Linked DNA regions of Sus scrofa: region 2 is linked to region 1. A link is a contact called in public HiChIP or PLAC-seq data. All regions are on one chromosome and are shown on one strand. The core of a region is the stretch at or near the end of the contact, and the rest is flanking DNA. Distances in the headings are between cores, read along the strand shown.

The links. HiChIP or PLAC-seq counts read pairs in DNA pulled down with a chosen protein or histone mark.
Region 2: an H3K27ac HiChIP or PLAC-seq map of alveolar macrophages shows a contact between it and region 1. The contact joins the promoter of PYROXD1 here to the promoter of CMAS in region 1. A contact is called at or near these places in 3 of 47 Hi-C or Micro-C datasets (heart right ventricle, liver and skeletal muscle) and 1 of 2 datasets of contacts at active chromatin or transcription factors (alveolar macrophages).

What each region holds. Positions count from the first base shown.
Region 1 is chr5:51,457,008-51,460,956 of Sscrofa11.1, forward strand. CMAS (N-acylneuraminate cytidylyltransferase) reads right to left here and starts at 1,524. Exons shown (of 8, transcript XM_003126433.5): 1 at 1,152-1,524. The coding sequence starts at 1,411.
Region 2 is chr5:52,019,021-52,022,730 of Sscrofa11.1, forward strand. It overlaps PYROXD1 (pyridine nucleotide-disulfide oxidoreductase domain-containing protein 1), which reads right to left and starts at 1,824. Exons shown (of 12, transcript XM_021092253.1): 1 at 1,604-1,824. The coding sequence starts at 1,687. It also overlaps a transcript of SLCO1A2 not described here.

The DNA of each region.
Region 1 (3,949 bases), core at 274-2,773:
GGTTGTATGGCTGAAAACAGGGCTGTGTTTACTGAACTGAACCAAATCCCCAAGTATTTCCCTATCTCTCCTTTGCACATTTCCTGTTACATGAGGGTTATCTTCTGTGCTCTGGCTCCTGTTTACCTTGCACCACCCAGTACTATCTTTGGATTAAAACATTAAGAAAATTAGTAAACTTAAACTTTTTTGGTATCTCCTTTGGAAACAAAATCGGTTAAATGAAAACCATTTATCCATATGTTAATAAGGGTAATGAATATACTCCAAAACCAGCCATCTCTTTAAAAAAACCCAAGCCCAAATATCAAAAGGTGAAAATAATTTACTTTCCACTGTAACAAATTCAATCATAATTAGGCTGAAATTACCATGTGTAAATTCATTCTTGGCACAGAATTCTCTCTCTCTTCTTTTATGAATGACATCAGCTTGTAACTCCTGACCAATATGGCATATGGCCATTCCTCTAAATGATGCACAATTAAAACTGTCCTTAGGGCAAACGAGGCTCCAAAGGTATAATGAAACCATTTATAAGCATTTCATCCAACAGTCCAGGGGTGCGCTTTCCCACTGTCTCTCACATAGGTACAAATGTAGGGAGCGTTCTAGATAGTGCTGACTCACAGGCAGATAGCTTTTTCCCAAAGGTCAGGAAAGGATCGCCAAGCTAAGCTGGAAATTGGAAAAGCCTTAACACCCCACTCCATTCATGAACCTGATGCTTCCTCAATCGATCAGCACCAAGTGGGTATCAGGAGCTGAGCAACAGGGGAAAGCCAATGGCCTCTGTTTAAAGGAGTTCACAAATTATCGTAGACGTTTCAGAAGGGTGGCCTCCTTTCCTTTACCCAATGAGGTCAAATCGGGCGGCGCAAACGGTTGAGTAGGGGAAATCTCCTCATTTACGGATGTTATTCTCAAGGGCGGGGACAGGAACTGTCTCAAGTTCACGGCTATTAGCGGCCAAGGAACAAGGAAGAAGCTGGAGCCCTTCCTCCCTGGGCTGTCAGCCTGGGCCCGGACACCCCGAATCTTGCACAACCCTTCCATGGGCCACAGCCCCACGAGCCACTGCCCCGCCAGCGGCCCGGCTCCCCCTCGCGACCCCCTCCCAGGCCGCACCGCCCACTTTCGCACATGCGCACCTCTGGAAGACCCCCGAATCCAGGGCCGCACGCAGGACCCAGCCAATGAGTGGGACCCCCGCCAGGTGCTTAATGTTCTTCAGGGGGATGCCCTTGCTGCCGCCCCGGGCCAGGATCAGGGCCGCCAGGTGCGGGGGCTTCTCTACCCCTCGGCCCTGGCCGCCGCGGGAGTTGCGTTGCAGCTTCGGCGGCCGGCCCCGGGAGGGCCGCCCCCGTGGGTTGGAGACAGAGGTGGCGGCCCCCTTCTCCACTGAGTCCATCTTCCTCCCACGCCTTCTCCCCAGCTTCTCCACATCCGGGAGCTCGTCTCGCCGCCTCAGCTCGGCGCCGCCCGATCTCCCCGCCCGGCCACCCGCGGGGGTGGGGTGGGGTGGGAGTGGTTGTTCCCGGCCCCACCCACCGCCACGTCCTTCACCCTTGTGGGGCATGCTGGGGATTGTAGTCCGCGGGTAGTTCGTGGGGTCCTGGAGACACTTTAGGCTCTGCCTGGGGTCCACCAGGGCGACCGCAAACCCAAGTCAGGCAGTGACAGGCAGTCACAACCGGGAGGCACTGCATCTTCTGGGGGGCTTGATATTGTATGGAGATTTCTAAAATAGTGCATCTAGATGACCGATCTTTTGCTAAAGAGCGTCCCCATTTAGGAATTGTAGTAAGTTTCCCCCTGCAGGGCCTGATGAACCCTAACACAAATCAATTTATACTTTAAAATTTATATTTGAAGTGTACCTCTTTCTGCAGTGCCCCTGACTCGTTGTTTGCAAGAGATTACCTCATTGTCCTCCAGTCACCTTAAATTCAATATTTTAAAAACAACTCTCCATGTGTCCTCAAACTGCTTCTACCTCTGCATTTTCTGTCTTTTTTTTTAAATTGAGGCATAATTGGCATATAACATATTAGTTGCAGGTGTACAATGCAATGATTTGATATTTGTATGTATTGCAAAATGATCACTGCAATAGGTCTAGTTAACATTTCTGTGAACATTTCCATCGACATTTTCTATCAACAGTATCTCCCCATCTAAGTGGAAAAAACTAGGAAGCTGACCTTAACTATTCCCTTCTAATGTAGTAGACAACTATTGTTGTTTGTTTTTGTTTTTGGACTCCCAGAAATATTTTCCTTTCAGGAATTTTTACCTCTTTGACCTGGTGGGTGTTTCAAATCCTCAGCGTTGTAGTAGTGGGTGTGGGACCCAAGTTGGTCAGTCTCATCTTCCTGGACACAGTTGTGGTCGAGGGACAGGCCTATGACCAAGCAGAGCCCACAATCTGGGAAGGAAAGATTTTTTTTTCTTGCTGAATTTTTGGGTGCTCAGAACCCTGTAAACCTGAAAACTCAGGGCAGGATGAGGAAAGGCTGGTGGTGGGGGTTTTGTTCTGAAATTGGCTGGGAGACTGATGTTCACACAAAAGAAATTAGGGACAAGAGATGAAGGGAGAAGAGAGAAGGAGTCCTATGACATCATTTCAAGCTCTTGATCCCGCTGAAAATTTCAAAGGTGTGCATGGGCGCGTGCGCACACGCACACACACACACACACACACACACACACACACCTCTTTTGTAATAGTTCTTTTAGGAAGGCATCTCCTACTTAATATGCATTTTATCTTTCACTACTTTTGCAAGCCTGTTTTGGAAGCAGAGAGTCTCCTTGTCTGTCCTGGGTGGAAGCTAATACATCCAGAAGCAGGAAAGGTAGCCTATTGCCTTTCCTTCTTAAGGAATGGCAGAAGGCTTTTGTGCTTCACAGGTCTTGGCCCTTTATGAAGGAAATAAAATAAGCTTTTAGTGTTTTGGATCCTAGACAGACACTGGAAACTTTATATCTCATCTTCTTGCCTGCGAAGTAGTGATGGCCCAGCCCTTCCTGGAACCGGTTCTGGGAAAAGATGCTGAATATGGGGAAGGATGACTGTAAACAGGCATCAAGGCAGCACCTGAAGAAGGGGTCCAGGCCCCAAAAACCATCCCAGCACTAGAGGCCAAGGGGTCATTTTGCATTTTGCCTCCTTCCCCTGCCCCGACACTAGCTCTTTGAATAGGACCTTTTCAATCTGTAAGCTTGAAAAGCACCAACACTGATTATGTGATAACTGTGTGAGGAGGACATCCGCTGCTTCTTACACACCAAGACCTCTTTTCTCGGAGTTCCCATTGTGGCTCAGTGAGTTACGAACCCAACTAGTATCCATGAGGATGTGGGTTCGATCCCTGGCTTTGCTCAGTGGGTTAAGGATCTGGCATTGCCATGAGCTATGGTGTAGGTCGCAGATGTGACTCAGATCCCACGTTGCTGTGGCTGTGGTGTTGGCTGACAGCTGCAGCCAAGGTTTGACCCCTAGCCTGGGAACTTCCATATGTTATGGGTGAGGCCCTAAAAAGCAAAAAACTGAAGCAAACACACAAAACAAAACAAAAAAACTCTTTTCTCCTCTCCATCTCAGTAACAATCCTAGTTCCCACTAATAATAATATCATTGCCATTCTCCACAGGGATTTCCCAGAGGCCCACAAACCCTAGTGGGCTAGTGATATCTGAGTAGTTTAATTCCTCTGGCATGTTGGTGTCCTTCGAGCTGTGGACAGAGCAAGTATCACCATTATTTCTTATCAAATGAGATTCTAGCAATTTGTATAAAAGCCGTGAGACTATGAATTCCTCCAGGAGAGGGACTGTTCCATCTTTGTAATCGAATCCGGAACAACAATTTATGGGTCACGGTATCTGCTTAGTAAATGGCAGTGAACTGTGCCTGATGTTACTTTTCCAGTCTCTGCTCACATGG
Region 2 (3,710 bases), core at 574-3,073, 560 kb after region 1:
GACTACAAGATCCTTTATGTATCTGCCAGTCTTTGTCCTTTATGTACCACATGCTTTCAGCTTTCTTCTTCCAGATAATGCCATGCTTTTCCACCTGAGATTACAGGTGGAATCTCTTTGGAATGTCTGTCTTTTCTTGTCTACCTGGTAAACTTTTACTCATTCTTCTATACAGGTATAACTCAGATATACTATGGGTCCAGTTCCAGGCTACTGCAATAAAGTGAGTAATGCAATAAAGCAAGTCACATGCAATTTTGGTTTCCCAGTGCATATAAAAGTTATGTTTGCATTATACAGTTGTCAATATTAAGTGCACAACAGCATTATTTCTAAAAGAAAAATGGACGTCTTAATTAAAAAATACTTTGCTAAAATATGCTAATCATCATCTGAGTCTGCAGTGAGTTGCAATCTTTTTGCAATAGTAACATCAAAGATTACTCATCACAGATCACCATAACAAACAGAATGATTTATAAGTCTGAAATACTGGTAGGAATTTCCAAAATATGACGGAGTCACAAAGTGAGCAAATGCTGTCAGAAAAATGGCACCTAAAAGGCTTGCTGGACAGGGTTGCCACAAACCTCCAACTTGTAAACAATGCAACGTGAAGTATAATAAATCAAAGTGCAATAAAATGAGCTATGCCTGTAAGACAAAAGGACATCTACTGTGAGAAAGGATACTTCTCCCCTAATTTACTACTTACCAACTCTAAAGGCACCCCTAAGATACCAAACACACTGAGGAAATAATTTACATGTCTCTTCCACTACCCTGTGGGTCTCTAAAAAGGAGGTACCATTCTCTGTATTTATCTGATCAGCCATTAGTACAGTGACTGGATTATAGGTGTTTACTTGGTGAATAAATGAAAAATACACATCCCAAGATTAAGAGTTGAGGAAAAATACTTCAAATTCTTATGACATCAGTGACTACTTATGTTTACTTTTTACCAGCGAAATAACCCATTCTTTATTAGAATACATGTATATATGTAGTCTGACTAGTCACTGTAAATCAGAAACTTATTCCCTCGCTGTATTTAATCCCTTGCTGGCTGTTTTACAAAACATTACTATAGATGACATATCTATAGTATCTTGGGAGTGCCAAGTACAGGAAACTTACGTAAGAGATTATCACTTAGTTATCTCTTAGTTATGATGCACTACGGACCTGGAATTTAGGCGGAAGCGGAATTCAATCAGCTAATTTAAGAAAAGGGGCTGAATTTTCCGACCAAGTACTTCCTAGTTATAACCCCTCCCACCCCCTAGCCCCCCCAACCCCCGGTCTGCTCCGCTATTACTAGGACCAGAAGCGGGTTCACTCTGCTTTAGTTTCCCCGCTAATAACTTGCTCGCCACCTCTCCTTTCAGCGCCTGAAGCGAAGCTTGAGAGGTACTAAGGATGTCACCTGACGGCCACGACACACTCTACAATACTTGGGAGCCGGAATGAGTGAAGGGAGAAAAACAAAGCGGCTAGAAAGCTACCTGGAAAAAGGACTAGGAAAGGCGGCAGGAGGGAACCCCGAGCGCCACCGCCGCCGGGGTCGAGGAGAAGGGAGAAGCCTGCGCGCCTGCTTTACCTGCTCCGCACAGGTAACGCCCGCGATGCCACCGCCGACCACCACAAACTTCCCTGCTGTAGGGGGCGAGCGCGCTACCTCCATGCTCTCGGACCTCCAGCGGTTTGCAGACAACAGTGGTGGAGCCAAAAAAGTTTGGATTTCGGGAGAGGGAGCGGCGCCAGGCGACCACTTCCGTCGTTTGCCCCTGAGAGTCCGAGGTACGGGTGCCTCGGAGCTCACACTTATTCCCTTCGCGCTCCTGAGAATCCGAGGTACGGGTGCCCGGGAGCTCATACTTAGTCTCTTCGCTTATCTGCTGGGGCTGCGGTTCCTAAGCGCAGAGGCGGCTTGTTGATTGCAGGGCTTTGCGTTATTATCACCGCTGCTAAATGTCTTTTTTCCACGTAGGTTTGATATGACAAAAGCCAAAGTAAAGTAGATGGGTTGTTCAAAGAGCCTTAACAGGTTGTCTAAGACAGATCAGTGTTCTCACGGGGCAGCGCGTTCTTAGAATCAATGAACTGCTCTGAACTTCTCACTGTTGGTTCCTGCGGGAGGTTAAACATAGTTCAACTCTTAAAACTCAATGGTAGAAGGAACATCATCCTTCCCTATCCTTAACCAAGCAATCTAAGATTTTACCTTTTGGAAGCAAATTATTCATAGACACATGAATCAAGGCAAAGCAATACTATGGATTGTTCTCTAAGAAGTTGTTCCCGTTGACAATTTTGATCTCAACGATAAATTTCTGCAGTATATAGAGTTGCTCGCCACTTTGTAAAAATAAACCACCATTTCCTCCCCAGTTTCCAGTAAATAACATCTGTGAAGACTGAATTAAATATTCCCAATCTAATTTGTAAAAATTATTTTTACGATATTCAAATTATTGCAGTATTTACTATTTTACATTATTTTACTATTTTCTATTACCTTCGCTGTCTAATATAATCCTTCCCCTGGGGGTTGTATTATAATATTAAGAAGGTGCTATTTCTCTAAATGGCTCATTCCAAAACTGGGAATTATCAGTCCCCCTTTAATTCTTAAATTCTGGAAATAACCAGGCTGTATAACAGGAAAACCTAACACATCTAATTACAGATATTTACTGATATCCCTAATAATGATTGTGCTTTGATTTAATAAGTTAAATAGTAGGCAGTTAAATAAGCAACTCTAATTCCTGTTACTAGCTTAGGCAACCAAATAATGCATTTCGAGGAGGAGGAGAATGTACTTTAAACCTGTATAGATCGAGTCTTGTTTACTTCTCTTACCTCTGTTTTCACTGGATCTCATTCAACTCACTGTGCTTTAGCTAGAACCACGCTTGCAGCTTCCAGGATAGGTATGTTCTTTCTTTTCTGAGCATTTGCACATAACTCTTTCTTTAATACTCTTTCCCAATGGGTTTTCCCTAGCTAATTCCCCGCTGACCTTTGGTTCAACCATCCATGACCTCCCTTAAGAAGCTTTATCTAATTTCTTTAAGACTGAGGCAGGTATCCTCTCTGTGTTCCAATAGTCCCTTGTCATCCCCTGAATTCAGAGTTAAAACACTTTTTTTTAATCTGATGTGGGTCTGATTCCTCTCCCCCCTCCAACCACAAACTCCTTAATCTCAGGGATTATTACTTTTCCCTCTCTGTATCTTCAGACCAGTTTTTTGCTAAATATTATGGTGTATGCCTTTGGAGTCTGGAGTAGACAAGGTCAGCTTCAGAGAAGGCAGGATTTATACTGAATCTCCAAGGCTCAGTAGCCTTTGGATGGGTTCAGAGGAGCTATCTGGCCACCCAACAGGAAATATCTCAACTACCAAAAGTTTCATGGCAGAAGTGAGTACAGGAAATATAGGAGATGGCAAAAAGAAAGAGGGAAAAAAAAATAGTTGAGGAGTTTAGGAATAATCTGGAAAAATTGAAGGGAATTAAACCCTCTTTGTCTTGCTACTTCTACTTCCTTAACTTTTTTTTTTTTTTTAAATGTCATCTCTGACTTTTAAACTATTAAATGAAAACCTAGCTTCCAATTCTTTACTAAGCTGATTACAGAAATATCTAAAATAAGAGAATTTAGATTAATTTATGGAGCTGACTGAAAATTGGGAAAGAACAAT